Regions from separate parts of the Mus musculus genome. Here region 1 is linked to region 2. A link is a contact called in public HiChIP or PLAC-seq data. All regions are on one chromosome and are shown on one strand. Each heading gives the region's core, a stretch centred on a gene start, on an enhancer-like site or on the middle of the called end of the contact. The rest is flanking DNA. Distances are from core to core; before and after follow the strand shown. Region 1 has its middle 28 kb from the start of Lars2. Region 2 has its middle 17 kb from the start of Tmem158.

Region 1 (3,728 bases), core at 859-3,358, 95 kb after region 2:
CACCCTTTCTGAGCACCTGAATAATCCTGTTTCCTTATTTTAAGCTGGTTAGCAACTTTAGAGCTTTTTGCCAATTATGTTAACACACAATCCAGAGGCCAGGGCATTAAGATGTTAAGGCCGTGTGCTCCCCGTTGTAAGTTTGATATTTTCCTGGAGAGAAGCATATATTGAATAACTGATTTTTGCACATTGGGTGTTTTGTGCAAACCAGAGACAAGTTAGTCCTCTGAGATAGCCTGAGAAGGGTCATGGCTTGAAGGGAAGGGCTATTTCTCAACCAAGTGAGGATTAGAAGGTACTGCTGCTGCTCCTGTCTCAAGGACAGCTTCAGAGCACAATAAAGGCTGAACGTCAGGAGGTTAAAAAAGCTTCCTGACTAAAAGATTCTAAATAAACATTTGTCCCTGTTCCTTCTCCCCAGTGGTTATATTTTGTAGGATTGTTATAGAGCCTGGCCACTGGAAGAGCTTCAATTAAATCAGGGAAGGGAAGTATCAGGCTTGGTTAACAGAAGAATTAACAGAACAAATTCAGGCAGATGTACTTGGGTCAGGAAGACAGCAGCTGGAAGGAGGGAGAGTCAGAAGAAGGTGGAAGATGTTATCTGAGGGGGAGGATAGGAAAAATAAAGTAGAAATGTCAAATGCTCACAATCTTGCTACCAGGATACAGAGGGCAGCTGAGAGCCCAGTGGGTGTTCAACCAAACAGGGTTAAGGTTCGGTCAAGGATGGGCTTCCCGCCTCCACTCTGTTCCAGCCTCCACACTGGGTTGCCCTGACAACCTCCTCCTTCTGGTATTGACATTAGAGTGAGAAAGAAGGAAAAGCAGGCAAATGAAGAAAACAGTAATTAGAGGTGGAAGCAGCTGTGGTCTGGCTTATTTTATCTTAGAGAAAGCTCCAAGGAAGAGCCTGAGGGTTGGGGGACAGAGAGTTCTGGGCTGGTGCTTCAGACAGAGGCATGAACCCTGACTGGAGGGACACACTGGTGATAGTGAGTCTGCATGCCAGGGATGCTGGAGGCATCTCGGAGGGAAGTTTAGGTCCAGCCAGGCAGTATAAATTGAGTCTTGGAGGCTGTGTATTCTGATGTCTCTCCTGCTATCTTTAAGTTAGTCAGGGAAGCCCTGAGAACCACAAGTTGAGGAAATGGCAGGTACAGGCATAGGTACAGGTTCTTCCATGGATTCAGAGTCACCATGTCAGGCTGTCAGTGGCTTCCGTATCTTCTTTTTAATTACCCAGAAGGAAAGGTGTAAGGGGGACAGAAAAGGTACAATGGCAGTTTCTCATGTCTTCCCTTTCCAAATCAGGAAACAAGACCACAGAAAACATTAAGATATTTGCTAAGGGAACAAAGCTAAGGTAGTCAGGATTCTGAATGGGGGGGGGGGGGGGAGGGGAGAATATAAAGGAAAAGAATATGACTGGTCCCAGGTTTTGGCACCAAATGACAACTCCTAGGTATGATGGAGGAGAAAGTTTATTGTAGATAAAATGAAAGCATAGACTGAGGCAGGCACATCTGGGAGAGTCCAGAATGGACATGACCTAGAGCTATGTGAGGAGGCTGGGTGTGGGGGCAGGGGGGAGAAGAGAGAGAGGGGAACCAGGTGCAGCAGCCAGGAGGCCCAAAGGCACAATGTGGGTGAGTAATCCAAATGGTTGGATAGTATAGAGAGGAGTAGCCCTGCCCATAGGACTGGGAAAGTTTAGGGTAGGGGGCTGGGTATGCCAGGCAGAAGGGCCTTGTAACAAGTAGGGACTGAAGAATGTAGGAGAACCTGGCAGCCAGGTCCACTTTGATATGTTAAACAGACACTTTAGTCATTTGTTCCAGGTTTGAAACCTGGCCGATTTAAAACCAAGTCTGATCAATTCTAGCATCCTCTGGTAGTTACTTCACTGTGGGGTTCTCAAAACTTAGCCTATATTAAAACTCTTTGGATTGCTGGGTTCCACACCTACAGCTTTGACTCAATGGCTCTAGAGTTTGGACAGATAATCTCCCCCTTTCCCCCTCCCTCTCTCTCTTGCCCTCCCCCCTCTCTCATGTATATGGGTGTTTTCCTGCATGTATGCTTATGCACTATGTGTGTGTCATGCCATAAGAGGCCCCAAGAGGATATTTGATCCCCTGAGACTGGAGTTATAGCTGGTTGTGGTGACATGGTGCTGGGAACCAAACCAGAATCCTCTGGAAGAGCAGCCAGTTCTCTTAAAGGCTGAGCCATCTCCTGTTAAACCTGAGATTCATAAAAACAACAACAACAACAAAAACAGTTCCACAATTTTGAGCCAAATCTGAAGCAAGCTTTAATTAAATATTGGCCAGAATGATGGACTCTGGCCAGGTCCATTCCAGGGTCCCCAGGAAGTGGCAATGAGTCATGTTTTTGCAGAGACTTACAAAGAGTAAAACCATAGGGCCACTGTATTTCCTATCAGGTCCGTCAGCAAGCATGTATCCTGACATATTTCCTGCCCACATCCAGTCAAGCACAGCCGGTATAAACAAACTTCTTTAGAGGAGAAAAAAAAAAAAGTGACTTGCTATTTCCCAAAACCGTAGCCACCAGCATCCCAGGAAGTTATCTCTGTCCTTGGGCAGGTAGGGCTTACAGGTTAACTTGGCCTTTTACACTCTCTAGCTCCATGCATTCCCATTTCTAACAAGTTTCCAGATGGTATTGCTTTGGTGGATCCTGGGACCATACTTTTGAGAACTATTTACATAAAGTAAGCCATTTAACCCTTGGGCTTTTTGGTATATTCTTTGTAAAATAAGCCACACCCAGTTGGAGAGCTCCTAAGAGTTACTTTAGCCATAGTGTAGGAATGAGTCTGAAGGGGTTCTTCTGGTCTACTCTCCTGACTTCACTTCACAGCTAAGTGCAGCACGCAGTATTTATGGGGAAAGAAGCAGCCACCTGTATTAGTTACTTTCCTCCCTGCTATGACCACTTACCACAAGAGCAACACACGAAAGGAAGGGTTTATTAAGAAAATACAATCCATCACAGAGAGGAGGCACGGCGGCAGGAGCATGAGGCAGCTGGTCATGTGTCTGCAGTCTGGAAGCAGAGAGCTTATGTTCAGCTTGCTCTCCCCTGTTATTCAGTGTGAAGCATCCCCCACCCTCTGACTCCTGACCCCGTCTGTGGAATGGTGCCACCCACATTTAGTGTGGTTCTTCTCTTTTTAGCTAATTCTATCTGGTAGCATCATTACAGATACAGCCAGAAATCTATTTCCATGATTCTAAATCCAATCAAATTGGCAGTTAGTATTACCCATCACAGTACTATAAAACATAAAATCTTATGTTATCTGGCCTTATAAGCAGGGCTAGATAGATGGGCCAGTAGGTAAAAGCGCTTGTCTCATAAATCTCAAGACCTGAGTCCAGTCCCCAGATCCCGTAGTAAAAGGGAAGAACCAACTCTGAAGGTTGTTCTCTGACCTCCACCCACTGTGGCACATGCACATTCATATTCACAAATGCACACCGCACATATATACTAATAACAATAAATAATTTTTTATTTTCTTTTGGTTTATTGAGACAGAATTTCTCTGTGTAGTTCTGGCTGTCCTGGAACTCTATAGACCAGGCTGGCTTCAAACTCAGAGAGAACCACCTGCCTCTGTCTTCCAGGTTTTGGGATTAAAGACACGCACTTCCACCAGCCAGCAATAAATAACTTTTAAAAGAATTATAAAC
Region 2 (3,936 bases), core at 1,140-3,639:
TTGTCTGCACAAGCACAGAGGAACTTACAATGATGTGTGCAGGGTCCACCATGGAAGATTCCTATCTCTGAAAAACTTTTAATTGCCAGAAGGTTTTGTACTCTAGTTTCTTCCTTCCTCTTCTTGAGATAAAGTCTCTTGTAGCCCAGGCTGGCCTCAAACCTGCATTGTAGCTGAGGATGATGTCAAATTTCTGATCTTCCTACCTTGACTCACAAGCACTGGAATTATAGACAGTAGACATTCGTGTGTAACATTTTCCTCCTAGGTTGAAACATCCATCTTTTTTTCTCCAGGGAAACTCTTGAAGCAGTGAGATAAACAATTCAAAACAGCTTCAGGAAGTTCCTGAAACTGACCAGATTGGATTCTCTAAGCTCCTTTCTCCCAGAGTTAAGCAATAAAACTGCAAACAAGGCTGAGACCAGACTAGCTGCCTGGAAGAGCTGTAAGACTAGAGTTACTTGGGAAAAGTACTTTCCAACCTGTTGAACTGCCTTCAGGCTGTGTAGTGTCTGCTGAAGGTTCTGAGCTTTTGCGAGCTGCCACTGTGCTGGGGTGGGCTTTGGTGATGAAGCTGTAAGTAACCCCAATAAAACTCATTGGTTCACCAGGTTGGACTTGGTGGTATCCATACTTGGATGTGTCCTGGGCTCCCTGTCTTGGCTGAGTAGATAGGAGCTCCAGGATCTGTTCGTCACACAACAGCTATCATTCCCTTGTCTGTTAGAACTCAGGGCTTTTTGCATGCCAAGCAAGCACTCTGCCAACTGAGCTACACCCCTACTCTCACCTCCATTTCATTAAAAAACAACAACAAACAAAACAAATATCCAAGACTCGGTCTTACTGTGTAGCTCTGGCTGTCCTGGAGCTGTCTAGACCAGACTGGCCTTCGTGTTTCAGAGATCCACCTGTCTCTGCCTTCTAAGCACTGGGATTAAAGGTACCTTCCTACTCCCCTGCCTAAATTTTTTTTTTTTTTTGAGACATGGTTCGTTTTGCAATTTATGTTGTAGCCCAGGCTGGCCTGGAATTCAACATCTTCCTGCCTTAGCCTCTTAAATTCTAGTACTACAGACTTGTATTACCAAGCCCAGCTTAGCTGTTTCGTTAAATTTTGTTTTTGCTTTTGTTTTGTTTCTTCTTGACAGTGTCATACTTTGTAGCTCAGCTTGATCTGGGATTCACTCTGTAGCCAAGGATTACCATAGACTGGTGAGCCTCTTGTCTCCTTCTCCCGAATGTTAGGATTACAGTCACACACCACCATGCTCAGATAGAAACATAGCTTAAAAAGCCCTTAACTCTTAGCTCCTCAAAGATACAGTGCATAGCTTGGGTGGGTATGGGCTGTTGGCTGAGTGATTCCAGTTAGAGGTGTTTCTTGGTGGTTTGAGCAGGGCGAGGTATATAAAAACCACTCTGTAAGCACCCAGCATCTCATTGTCTGCGTGGAACTGTGAGGAGGGTGGGAGAGAATTTGGAAGAGAGAGTTGACGGAGACTAGAGGATGCAGTGGGATCTGTATTTCAGACATGTTAGAGAAGAATTAAAAACTGAAGCTGTTCTTGAGGCCCTGAGCCCAGAACAACTGGCTCAGGGTTAGAAAGCAGTGTGGGGCACTGGATATGAGGCAGAATGACCTCTTTGCCTCTGTGTGAGAACCATGATGGCATATTAGACCTTGCATGCTATAGCAAACCACCCACAAAAACAATTTAAGAGTGAGGGGAGGTGAATTATATCCCAGAATCAGTCCTGTGACCTTCATCCTTGATCTCTGGACTGACTGGTCATCAAACAGCTCTCAGAGCCAGCCCATAATCACCAGCAAGGGGAGATGAATTATAGCCTAGTTTATGATAAAGACAGGCTAAGTCTGTGGGTGAGGTGGAAGATGGTGCCCTGTTGCTGTTTGGGAAATACAACAGCAACTGCCCTTTAAAACATGGAGAAAGCTTTCTTCAGTGGAGAGGTCCTGTTTCTCACTGGGCCTTCCTGTTCTGCTCCACACTCCCTCCATCGATTCTTCTACCTGCTTTAATCCCCAATCTTCCCCACGCCAAGCGCCCCAATCCAGTGTCATCTCCTGATCTCTATTTAATTCATAGAGAAAGACTTCGAGCATTCCTGCAGGGTGCTCACTTCCTAAAAAAGACATGGAACCAAGCTACCAAGCTAACCTTCCAAGTGAGGAGAACATAAAAATCCATCAAAAGCCGACAAAGAAGAGCGGCTGATTAAAACATCTCTGAGTCTTTGAGTTATCAAACACTCTGCGAGAACCTTCATTACACTGGGTGGGCGGACAGGGAGGGCTGAGGGAGAAGCTAGGATATAACCGGAAGATAAATAGACAAAGGATTTTCCCAGTCTGCAGGCACCTAAGGACACTCCCGCGTGGCCGGTGAGTCAGCACCAGTCACCACACTGCTGAGCTCGGGGTAACTATGGGCAACAGCACAGATCCCAAGCTTTTTTTTTTTTTTTTAATCAACAGAAGACTACTGTGGGTAACTTTCTACAAGAAAGAAACGAGGTGGTGAGAGGGTTGGAGGCAGGGCAGCAGGAAGCCCAGCCTTTAAGGTGTGACTGATAGAAAGGAGAAGGATGAAGAGCAGGGATGCTCTGGCCCCTGTGTCTGCCTCCTCTCTATACCAGCAACTTCATCATCTTAAGCACACCGTCCTTGCCTTCTGTTGATAGCTGTTCTTTTTATATGGTACCAGGCACACTGGCATCTCTGTAGATATTTAGTAGCTAAAACTCAGATCCTAGTGTGAATTCTGACCATCACCATACAACAATGTGGCTTTGTGTAGACTTACCTTCTGGAAACTTTGCTTACTTACTGGGACTGTGCCCTGGGGCTATCACACCCCACCCACCTTTGTGTCTTGATATGGATTGGGGCTATCATGCTCTACCCCTGAGTAAGGAAGAGGCTGAGCAGTGTCAGAAAACACTGTGCTTTATCATCTTTCTCTTTCTATTCCCAGATTTCTCCCTGAGCATATATATATATATATATATATATATATATATATATATATATATTCTTTTTGGAATCAGTCTCAAGCTATATTTTTGCCAGGCATGTAAAAAGAAGCTCCCAAGACTGGTGTGGTAGTTTGTGGCTATATTCTTTGTTGGTAGAGGTAGGAGGATCAGAAGTTTAGAGTCATCCTTGGCTACAGAACAAGATACAGGACAGCCTGGACTATATGAGACCTGTTTCCAAAACCTCAAACCCAAGCAGTAAGAAGTGTAAAACATTTAGGAGGAAATTGTGTTTAAATTGAGCATAGATCATATTGCCCAGTAGTTAGACCTTCAGACAACTTGGAAACCACCCACCACTCACCAAATAGCAGAAATAAGCAACTGTGTGTGTGGAGTAGGGGCTGTGCAGCTGACCTACTACCCTGGTATTGTTCTTATTAGATCCAGCATCCTAGACCTACCAGCTGGCCACATGTGATCACAGGGGTCGAAAGGGGTTGTGGATGGGGATTATTGTGAAGTCTGGGCCTACACAACACAAGGCAGCCTCATGACGAGTGTCAAGTGGCCTATACAAGCAGTCTACCCCTCACCTGATCACCTAGCCCTCATCTGTCAGCCCAGCACTCACTCCACAAACAGGTATGTGCTCGCCCAGTGAAACTGGTAGTCTCAGGAGTAAGAGTACCACTCAGAGCTCACCTGGGAGTGTTGGTTTGTATTACCGGGTTGATGAAATATTTCTGGGAATTCTCAGAAGACCTAGGCAAAGATGCAGTCATTTTCCAGGAACACGGACTACATCATGGGTTTCAGGGATAGGTCTAGTTTTCTATGCTTTTCCTGTACTGGTCTAGACTTTGTTGACCTATACATTAATAGAAGCAGAACTTTCAGGAGCAGTTGAGAGAGTCTTGGAGAGCCTGTCTC

The links. HiChIP or PLAC-seq counts read pairs in DNA pulled down with a chosen protein or histone mark.
Region 1: a contact with region 2 is called in an HNF4G HiChIP or PLAC-seq map of pancreatic cancer cells. The contact joins two enhancer-like sites. A contact is called at or near these places in 6 of 484 Hi-C or Micro-C datasets (the G1E-ER4 cell line, cortical neurons, embryonic fibroblasts and 1 more), 3 of 115 datasets of contacts at active chromatin or transcription factors (forebrain, neural progenitor cells and pancreatic cancer cells) and 1 of 9 other capture datasets (macrophages).

What each region holds. Positions count from the first base shown.
Region 1 is chr9:123,337,508-123,341,235 of GRCm38.p6, forward strand. No RefSeq gene overlaps it. Among named protein-coding and RNA genes, the nearest start is that of Lars2, 28 kb to the right of the region's middle. Within about 2 kb of position 2,109, at least 26 of the 459 cell types and tissues checked have an H3K27ac peak or open chromatin away from gene starts, as enhancers often do. A contact at or near this core is called in cortical neurons and pancreatic cancer cells, where this site is marked.
Region 2 is chr9:123,241,787-123,245,722 of GRCm38.p6, forward strand. No RefSeq gene overlaps it. Among named protein-coding and RNA genes, the nearest start is that of Tmem158, 17 kb to the right of the region's middle. Within about 2 kb of position 2,390, at least 99 of the 459 cell types and tissues checked have an H3K27ac peak or open chromatin away from gene starts, as enhancers often do. A contact at or near this core is called in cortical neurons and pancreatic cancer cells, where this site is marked.